3 separate regions of the Mus musculus genome follow, and regions 1 and 2 are each linked to region 3. Evidence: chromatin contacts called from public HiChIP or PLAC-seq data. All regions are on one chromosome and are shown on one strand. The core of a region is the stretch at or near the end of the contact, and the rest is flanking DNA. Distances in the headings are between cores, read along the strand shown.

Evidence for each region. HiChIP or PLAC-seq counts read pairs in DNA pulled down with a chosen protein or histone mark.
Region 1: a contact with region 3 is called in an H3K4me3 HiChIP or PLAC-seq map of embryonic stem cells, with 2.2 times the contacts expected there. The contact joins two enhancer-like sites. A contact is called at or near these places in 8 of 39 promoter capture datasets (the C10 cell line, cranial neural crest, embryonic stem cells and 4 more), 2 of 484 Hi-C or Micro-C datasets (embryonic stem cells and uterus), 4 of 115 datasets of contacts at active chromatin or transcription factors (embryonic stem cells and stem cell-derived neural progenitor cells) and 4 of 9 other capture datasets (adipose tissue, embryonic stem cells, liver and 1 more).
Region 2: a contact with region 3 is called in an H3K27ac HiChIP or PLAC-seq map of embryonic stem cells, with 5 times the contacts expected there. The contact joins the promoter of Uqcrq here to the enhancer-like site in region 3. A contact is called at or near these places in 1 of 39 promoter capture datasets (embryonic stem cells), 1 of 15 datasets of contacts at CTCF or cohesin (the G1E-ER4 cell line), 3 of 484 Hi-C or Micro-C datasets (the G1E-ER4 cell line and the HL-1 cell line), 12 of 115 datasets of contacts at active chromatin or transcription factors (CD8 T cells, embryonic stem cells, epiblast stem cells and 2 more) and 4 of 9 other capture datasets (adipose tissue, embryonic stem cells, liver and 1 more).

What each region holds. Positions count from the first base shown.
Region 1 is chr11:53,465,367-53,468,327 of GRCm38.p6, reverse strand. Shroom1 (shroom family member 1) reads right to left here. Exons shown (of 8, transcript NM_027917.3): 5 at 2,284-2,832; 6 at 2,072-2,204; 7 at 1,678-1,950; 8 at 562-1,565. The coding sequence ends at 1,233. Among named protein-coding and RNA genes, the nearest start is that of Shroom1, 9.6 kb to the right of the region's middle. Within about 2 kb of position 1,572, at least 46 of the 459 cell types and tissues checked have an H3K27ac peak or open chromatin away from gene starts, as enhancers often do. A contact at or near this core is called in embryonic stem cells, where this site is marked.
Region 2 is chr11:53,429,519-53,432,383 of GRCm38.p6, reverse strand. It overlaps Uqcrq (ubiquinol-cytochrome c reductase, complex III subunit VII), which reads left to right and starts at 1,553. Exons shown (of 2, transcript NM_025352.3): 1 at 1,553-1,848. The coding sequence starts at 1,695. It also overlaps a transcript of Gdf9 not described here.
Region 3 is chr11:53,259,340-53,262,371 of GRCm38.p6, reverse strand. Hspa4 (heat shock protein 4) reads left to right here. Exons shown (of 19, transcript NM_008300.3): 18 at 1-108; 19 at 557-2,558. The coding sequence ends at 760. Among named protein-coding and RNA genes, the nearest start is that of Hspa4, 40 kb to the left of the region's middle. Within about 2 kb of position 1,566, at least 19 of the 459 cell types and tissues checked have an H3K27ac peak or open chromatin away from gene starts, as enhancers often do. A contact at or near this core is called in embryonic stem cells, where this site is marked.

The DNA of each region.
Region 1 (2,961 bases), core at 323-2,822, 210 kb before region 3:
CACAGAGAGAGAGAGAGAGAGAGAGAGAGAGAGAGAGAGAGAGAGAGTGTTAGTTTCCCTTGTCGGCTGCAGGCAATGCATGCTCCTCTTAGAGAGTTTATTAGAATATAAAATGCAATGCTTGTTTATACCTTAAGCTTCTTCTCTCTTGACCCTCCTGCCTCCCACCAACTCTGACAGAGGGACTCGCCATCACACGGGAGTGTGCAGGGTTTATAATCCTTCCTCATGCTTTTTTTTTTTTTTTTTTTTTTGGTTTTGTTCTTTGGTTTTTTTGTTTTTGTTGTTGTTGTTTTTGTTTGTTTGTTTGTTTTTGTTTTGTTTTATGAGACAGGGTTTTTCTGTGTAGCCCTGGCTGTCCTGGAACTCACTCTGTAGACCAGGCTGGCCTTGAACTCAGAGATCTGCCTGCCTCTGCCTCCCAAGTGCTGGGATTAAAGGCGTGCACCACTACGCCCGGCTTGTGCTTTGTTTTTGTGGTCGCTCTATGAGGGCTTGAACCCAGACTCTCACACATGGCAAGCAAGCACTCTACAGCTCTATCTGTAGCCCTCTCTTTAAGTTACTTTTATATTTATTTGTTTATTTAGGGGTGTTGTGCCTGCATGTATGTCTGTGCATTACCTGTGTGCAAACCAGAGAGTGTCAGATTCCCTGGAACTGGAGTTACAGACGGGTGTGGGCCATATACCATAGATGCGTGAAATAAAACCCAGGTCCTCTGGCAGAACAGCACGTGATCTTAACTGCTGGTCCATCTCTTCACACACACACACACCCCCAACCCTGTATCCCCAACTCCCACCCCTGCAGACTTCTTTTTTCTGTCTTTTGTGGAGGCAGACCTCCCCCAACCCTGTATACCTAACCCGAAACCCTGCAGCCCTCTTTTTACGTCTTATTTTGAGGGAGAGTCTCCTAAGTTGTCCAGGCTGGCTTTGAGTTCCCTTTGTAGCCCGGATAGACCTTACACTTGAAATCTTCAGCTTCCCATATAGCGGGGAGTACAGCTACACCACCAGGCCAGGCTTTGAATACTGCAGTTTTTACGACCCACAAATTCCCAAAGAATTACAAACTTGAATAAGGTCACAGGAGAACACCGTGGGAAGATGTGTCCTAGGAAGGCCTGGTCTGACTCCTCCCTACTCCCTCAAGGGAAAGCTCTCTATAAAGCATCGCCCCAGTTGTGGGTGAGCCTGGGACAATGTTCCCACCTCCGCTACATGTAACTAGATAAGGGTAGCAAGAAAAGGTTGTTTGTTTAGAGGACGGATTGCTGGGGCCCAGGTCAGTCTGGGAGAAAGGGGATGATGGCTGAGGTCGCTCCAGATAGTGTCCAGTTGGTCCTTAAGGAACCGGATTCGATCGTCCAGGCTGCGCTGCTGTGACAGGATCCTGGCCTTGGAGGCCAGCAGCACACAATAGGAGCGCAGATGCTCTGCGGGCAGCTCCCGCTCCAACACCTGACGCAGGGTTTGCTCCCGCCGAGCCACGTGCTCCTTCAGCTCCTTAGCTTCTTCTTGCTGTCGCTGCAGAAGTTGGAGTCGCTGCAGCAGAGAGGCCTGGAACCACCGGGAGAGGGCGCAGTGAACACCGTTGCTTCCCGGATGATCCGGGCGGTAGAAGGAAGGCCCCTCCAAACCCTGCTCTTCCCCCAACCTCAACCTATTTTACCCTCTCATCAGGGTCGCTGTTTGAGCCCGCCCTAGCCAAGGCGAGGTTTACACGGACCAGGCGACTGCCTAGCAGCAGCAGCAGACCAAGCACACGCTCTAGATCAGTCATGAACCGGCGGAACCGTTCCAGCTCCCGGGGTGTACAGGCCTGGCTCACAGCAGCCTCTAGAGCTCCGTTGCGTTGGGTCCAGTCTGCGGCGGTCCCCCGCAGTCGCTCCTGCTCAGCGTGAAGATCCTGCAGCATCTTTTGGAGGAGGCGGGCTAGTTCCACCTACCGGGAGGGCCTAAGTATTCAAAAACTGGGCCAAGTCTGGATTTCTCCAACCAGACACTAAGCCGCGGCCCCACCCAGCTTCCATCCCCCTACCCACCCCACCCCTTCCCCCACTCACTTTCTTGGCCTGGGTGCTGTTTCCTTCTGGGAATTCCTGGCCACTTGATTGGTCAGGGTCGGGGGTAGAGTTTTCAGACCTTGATGCCTCTTGGGAAGTCTGCAGGTCCTGCGTGAGGTGGTGTCCACAAGACCTGAGGACAAAGCCAAAGTTCTCTGAATCTTTCTGCCTTAGACTGCAGATACTCAGAATCAGGAGTCCTTAATGCTCACCCTTCCTCCGATGCGCCAGCAGCCTTCTCTCCCATCTCCTCAAGGGCTGGCCTCATCGCACTTCGGATCTCTTCGACAGGAAAAAGCCCATCCAGCAGGCCCTGCGGTGGCTCTGGACCGGGCTGGGCGGCAAGAGTACGGCTCAAAGAGGGATCCAGTCTGGCCAGCTCTTGAACCAGCGCCTCAAAATGCCGACTAGGCCAAGTAGTCTTGGAATCAAACTGGCCCCAAGTCAGGGAAGTGTGGTGAGGGGACCCTGGAGTCTCAGAGTCTGAAGGTCTCAAGACATCGACTGGGGGAGGCTTGAGGGGTTTTTTCTCTGTAGCTGCAGAGGGGTCAGTGGTCCCATTAGTGTCAAAGGTTGGGATGTCGTCATTTGTAGTCTCTGGAATGCTTGTGGGTCTGGAGAGATCCACAGAGCCGTTCACCGCTTGCCCACAGTCCTCTGTACCCGTGATCCCTGGAGTCTCATGGAGGGGTCTCTCTGCTGAAACTGCAATCTGACCAGCTTTTTTGCTTAAGTCGTTTTCATACTGCCGGTAGGAGGTGCTGGAAGTAGACGGGATACTGAATCAGAAAAGGCTCTGGTGCAGACAAGAGCTCAAGGTCTGGCTGCTTGCCGCCATCCCCCAACACCTGGGCATTACCTGAGAGAGTTCCCAGCCCTTTGGCATTTTT
Region 2 (2,865 bases), core at 304-2,803, 170 kb before region 3:
CAAGCCTAACGACCAAAAGTCATCCAGTCCTAAAGGCCTAACTTCAACCCCTGTGATCCACAGAGAAAAAGGGAGAAGAGACTTCTACAGCTCGTCTTCTGACCTACACCCCTAGCACTTACATACCAAATACATATTTTAAAATGTAGTGACAGTACAATATCCTGATGCCCTTGTTTTGGTCTACAATTCACTTGACTATACTTTGGTTGAAAAATCTTGAGACATCAGCAAATGCAATTAAATAGACATCGTATTTATTCTTTAACCAACCACCCAGATGGCAGAAATCAGGACAGTGTTTTAGTCCTTGATTAAAGTATTTGTGTCCCGGCCTTGGAGGTGAGATCAAGCTAGATAATGTTTAAGGAAAATGGGGGCAGGGTGGAGGTGGGGGGGAGAATGTGCAGGTGCACCATGAAAGGCTATCTAGCACCCCTTGGAAGGAGACTATCTCTTGGGAGAAAGTCAAAACACACTAATGACACAGGATAAAAAAAAAATCAGTTTGCCCAGCACCAGATAGATAAGGCTGAAGTACTCTTGCAAAACTGAAGCTCACCGCCAAACTGCCCCAGTTTGATTGCCAGATTATTTACAGCCAGTTAACCCATTTACAGCCACTGAGAGGAGGAGAAAGGGCGGTGAGTCCCACAGGATAATATTAGCTAGGAGAATGAATGCACTTTAGAGAAAACATAACAGTTCCTTAGAGAGTGGGGTCTGGGTTTGATGACACACTCAGCCCAAACCCACCACTTTCTCCTTGGCTCCCATCACCACTATGTGCGTCTGACAACTGCCACACTCGTTCGTGGCTGAACTGGGAGAAACGTTTATGTCACATCTTGGACAAGTCTACAGCCTGCCAGTGGCTTGCTAGGCAGTGTGTACCAAAGCTCTAGATCCGTGTCCTTAATTTTGTACTGTGGTCAGTGAAGGCCCTTTTGGTTATGAGGACCACATATACCTGGTGGAGAGTAAGGGACAGCAGAAGAACGAGGAGAACAAGTCTTTTTGTTTTTTCTTTTTAATTTTTGAGCAGCTGCCGGCTGTTATGCAAAGGCCTGGTACTGAGCGGAAAGGACCGCCTCTTGGAACACCCAGGTGCTCCTAAGCCACGCCCATCACCCTAATCCGCGCCCCATGCACCTATAGGCCCCGCCCCGTGCACCTCTCGACGGGGGACCTTACGGACGTATCCACCTAAGATCCCCAGGGTGGCTAATAAGCCCCGCCCACTTGCTTGGCACCCCTCCCACCAAGCCACCATTCCTCTTCAAGCCCCGCCCCTTGGCAACATCAACCTCTCCCGTGCGTTCACTACTTACCGTAAGCCCACAAGCACCTCTATAAGCCCCACCCACGTGTCGCTAGAAGCGCCTCTAAGCTCCGCCCAGCCCTCTTGGTACTGGTCCTTTCCGGCTACACGAAGGTCAGGCCACGCCCACTCAGGTCAACTGACAATTTTTTTTTTGAGTCTCCCCCTTGAGATCGAAAGAAAATGGTAGTTCCCGGAAATGACTTCACGTTCTCTAGGCTCGGCTTCCGCTCCTCCCGGAAGTGACGGGCGAAAGCCGGCTCAGAGCTCTGGAGGTAGAGGTGACCGATCCTGGGGGTCGGTGTTAGGCCGTGGGAGGTTTTTCGCGAGACTGAGCCACGCGTCTATCTTCTGTCCCAGGGCCGCCGTCACCATGGGCCGCGAGTTTGGGAACCTGGCGCGGATACGGCACGTGATCTCCTACAGCTTGTCGCCCTTTGAGCAGCGCGCCTTCCCAAGCTATTTCAGCAAAGGCATCCCCAACGTGCTGCGCCGCACTCGCGAGCGCATCCTGCGCGTGGCGCCGCGTGAGTGCGGGGCGGGCGGGGTACAGCCGCGCACCTCTCCTTCCGACGCCCTCGCGGGGCAGACGTGGAGGAGTTCTTATCATATCGAAATGACTGGCCTAAGGTCACTTGGGTGACTCCAACGGCTCCCTCTGAGGTCATCGCTGGCCACTATCTGTGATGAAAGGCTGATGCAATCAGTGTCTTGTGTTAGATGTGCGGCCGATTTTGCTGTCGGTTTCATGGCATTGTGAATATCCGTGAAGGTGCACTTAAATTTGATGGAGAGGTTGAGGCCCGATCTTGCTGTAGAAGCCAGGCTGGCCTTAAACTTGAGATTTTACTGCCCTCTCCTCGGGACTGTTGGCTGGAATTGTAGGCATGCGCCAGCACAACAGTACTTTTTAAAATGGTGAAGATTATGTTAGGTAAATTCCGTGATTTTTTTTTTTTTAATTTGGTGTTAACTAGGAAAGCGAAGGCCACATCTTCCTGGGCTGATATCTTTGTTTTGGTTGCTTATAAAATGGTTGTGTACTATAACCATTTTGAACCTCTTATTAAAAGTAGTTTCTGGTCATAATGGTGTCTACATTTAATCCCCAGCAATCCTGAGACAGAAGCAGGTGGATCTATGTAGTTTTGAGGGAGTTCTAGACCAGCAAGGGCCTTATACTGTGAGCTTGTCTTAATACAGCAACAGAAACTTAGGGCTGGGGATGGTTCAACATCTTTCCTGCTCTTTCAGAAGATCCAGATTCCATTCCTAGCACCCATATGGTGGCTTACAATCATCTGTGACTTAAGTCCTGAGGGATTTGCCATTCTCTTACTCCCTTAGTCACCTCGGTATGCCCTGAGCCACAGCACGCACGCATGCCTTTAATCCCAGTGCTTAGGAGGCAGAGGCAGGCAGATCCCTGAGTTCATGGACAGCCAGGCTTACACAGAGAAAGAAACCCTTTCTCCAAAACCAAACAAACAGTTGAAGCTAGGGACAGTAGAAGGACAGGCAGAATTGGTTGAAAGTCAGAAAGG
Region 3 (3,032 bases), core at 317-2,816:
ACCAATGAGGCGATGGAGTGGATGAATAGCAAGCTTAACCTGCAGAACAAACAGAGCCTGACGGTGGATCCAGTTGTCAAGACAAAGGAGATTGAAGCTAAAATTAAGGTAGTTCTTGCCCTTGTGTACTCTCTCTCCTCCCCCCCCCCTCTTTTTCTTCCTTCCTTCCTTCCTTCCTTCCTTCCTTCCTTCCTTCCTCCCTCCCTCCCTCCCTCCCTCTCTCCCTCTCTCTCTCTCTCTCTCTCTCTCTCTCTCTCTCTCTCTTTCTTTCTTTTTTTTTTTTTTGAGACAGGGTTTCTCTGTATAGCCCTGGCTCTCCTAGAACTCACTCTGTAGACCAGGCTGGCCTTGAACTCAGAAATCCATCTGCCTCTGTCTCTCTGCCTCTGCCTGAATTAAAGGCGTGTGCCACCATGCCGGGCCCTGGACATTTCTTAGCAGCTCTTTGTTATTAACAGTTGGGATTTCATTATGGCTTAGGTATTGGGGTTTACTTAGCATGTCATATAAAATTTGTTTCATTTATAAGAAACTATAGTTTTCTTTACCATTCTAGGAGCTGACAAGTATTTGCAGTCCTATAATTTCAAAACCCAAACCCAAAGTGGAACCCCCAAAGGAGGAACCAAAACATGCTGAGCAGAATGGACCAGTGGATGGCCAAGGAGACAACCCAGGCTCCCAGGCTGCTGAGCACGGTGCAGACACAGCTGTGCCTTCTGATGGCGACAAGAAGCTTCCTGAGATGGACATTGATTGATTCCAACACTTGTTTATATTAAAACAGACTATTATAAAGCTTTAAGTTGTCAACTTTGTTCTGAATATCAACTAGAGCAAGCAAATACTGGAGATTTCTTAGTCAGTTTTTAGGGGACCTCGGGGGTGGGGTATATAGGTAATATACAGAGCATTTTGACTTCTAAATAGTTAGATCCAGAGATGAAGTGCACTGTTCTCTCTTCATTACGGTCCTGTTTAAGAGCCCAGCTAGTCTATCTGAGCTCTCGCCTCCATCCTTGTTTTAATCATGCTTCTACAAGGTGAAGTGTGTTTGGGGAAACTGAGCTCTAACAAAAGCCGCGACAGCCACCAGGCAGGCTTTTCCTTATACATGACAGAAGTTCGTATTACGCCTTGGAAGGTCTAGGTGGAGATCACCACCAGCATTCTCTGCCTGTGGGGTTGTGGGGCTGGTGCTTTCTCCATTTCTGAGGGTCAGGATGGCCAAGCATGGATTAACACTAGGAGAGTGCAGAGCGCAGCAGAGCCTGCTCTCATCCCTCTATCCCCAGCCCAGTCTTCCTCCTCCATCCTTAAGCAGTATAAATGCTATGTGCCCTCTTCACTTAGAGCGAGCTTTAGTGTGTCAAGGGACTCTGCTTTCCTGTACTTCCTAAAAGTACATTCACTAATACTGAAGCATCAAAGTGTAGTTTAACCTTAAGGTTGGGTTGTAAATAACACAGTTGGGTGTAGGCATGGTAAATCTGAGCAGTCCATCCTTAGTATGGTGGAAAGATTTGTACCCTGACCCGCTCGAGTGGTGGTAGATGTATGTAAATTAGAAGTTTGAATGGGACAGGATGAGAGTTCGAGGCTCTTTGTTTGGTATCTTTTGTGTTAATGTGTCTTGAATCTGCCAATCTGTATGTTAAAACAGCTGACAGATTGTAAAGCTATTGCACTGCGTTGCCCTGGACAAGTCTGAAATTGGTATAAAAGACAAGGTGCCCAAGGTCACAAGAACACCTCATTGCCGACTGAAGCCAGTGTCAGGGCACCACATACTCCTGGGGCCAGTCTACAGGAAAGAGATGTTCTGCAAACAAGGGTGGATGCCTGCAGTAGAGGTCAGAGCTGGTTACCTGCCTTAGTTACAAGTGTCGGTTATGTTCTGGGTCTTTGTAATCGCTGATCTCTGTAACAGAGCCTCTGTTTATTTTTGCTTGTTGGAAATAGGGTTCAACCATGCATAGTTAGAATCACTATGCATCTGTCTGTCCACACAGGAAGTGCTATAGCTCTCAAGTGCTCTAGAGGCAGTTGGAAAGGAAGGAATGCATGCTTATGTGAGCAGCTGGACTCCCGCTCAGTACAGGCCTGGAACCCCAGGCCAAATGTATGCTCTGCTTCCTTGAGTGCTGTAAGAGTTCCCACTGGCCTTGCTCTGAGGCCAAGAGCTTTTTCAAATGCAGGCTGCAGGATTAAGCCAGCTCTTATGCAACTGACTGTCCTTAATGAAGAACTCATAAACATTTGTGTGTGGGGGTGGGGGTGGGAGGGTTTGGGTGCTGGGATGGGGGTGAATTTGAAGTTTAAGATTAAAAGCTAGAAATCAGATGGTCTGCTTCTGCTATGTCTGTAGACCGATTGGATGTATGTGGAGGCTGGCCAGATGGCAACTGATGACTTGTGTGCAAACAAGTGTTTATCCGGGTTGCATTATCCAAACTGGTTTGTTAAAAACTCTAGGTCACATTCTTACACTAAGAAAAACAGTTAACATGAGACAAAGTTTAGGAAAAACTAATAAAAGAAACCTGTCTTAACTTGAATGGTTTTCTTAATTTTCTTAAGTGGGCTGTTTGTGTGTGTGTGTGTGTGTGTGTGTGTGTGTGTGTGTAGGGGACTTACTTGAGTAGTTATATATGTGGGTGGGTGGGTAGGGGCAGGCTGGGGGAGACTGTCAACAGAATAAGCTGGCCTGAATGCAGTCCATCATCCTGCCTTAGCTGCTTGCCTGTGTGCTTATTTTGGAGCCCTCTGCCCCTGAGAATAGCAATCCAGTGTTCTTGGTATAGTAATCTTCTGCGAGGCTGGCCTTTAGATTTGATGGTAGAAGGTAGATGGCACAGAGTATTAACATAAGTGCCAGGACTGAGTAGGGCCAGAATCTGCTAGGAACTGATGCCTGGCTAGTTGGGGACATGCCCTGTGGTGAGGCAATAGGGTTGAAGTAGTGAGCCCTTTACTGCCATGGCATGGGTCCTATGTAGGGAGAAGTCAGACGCTGGTTGGTTGAAACTCAC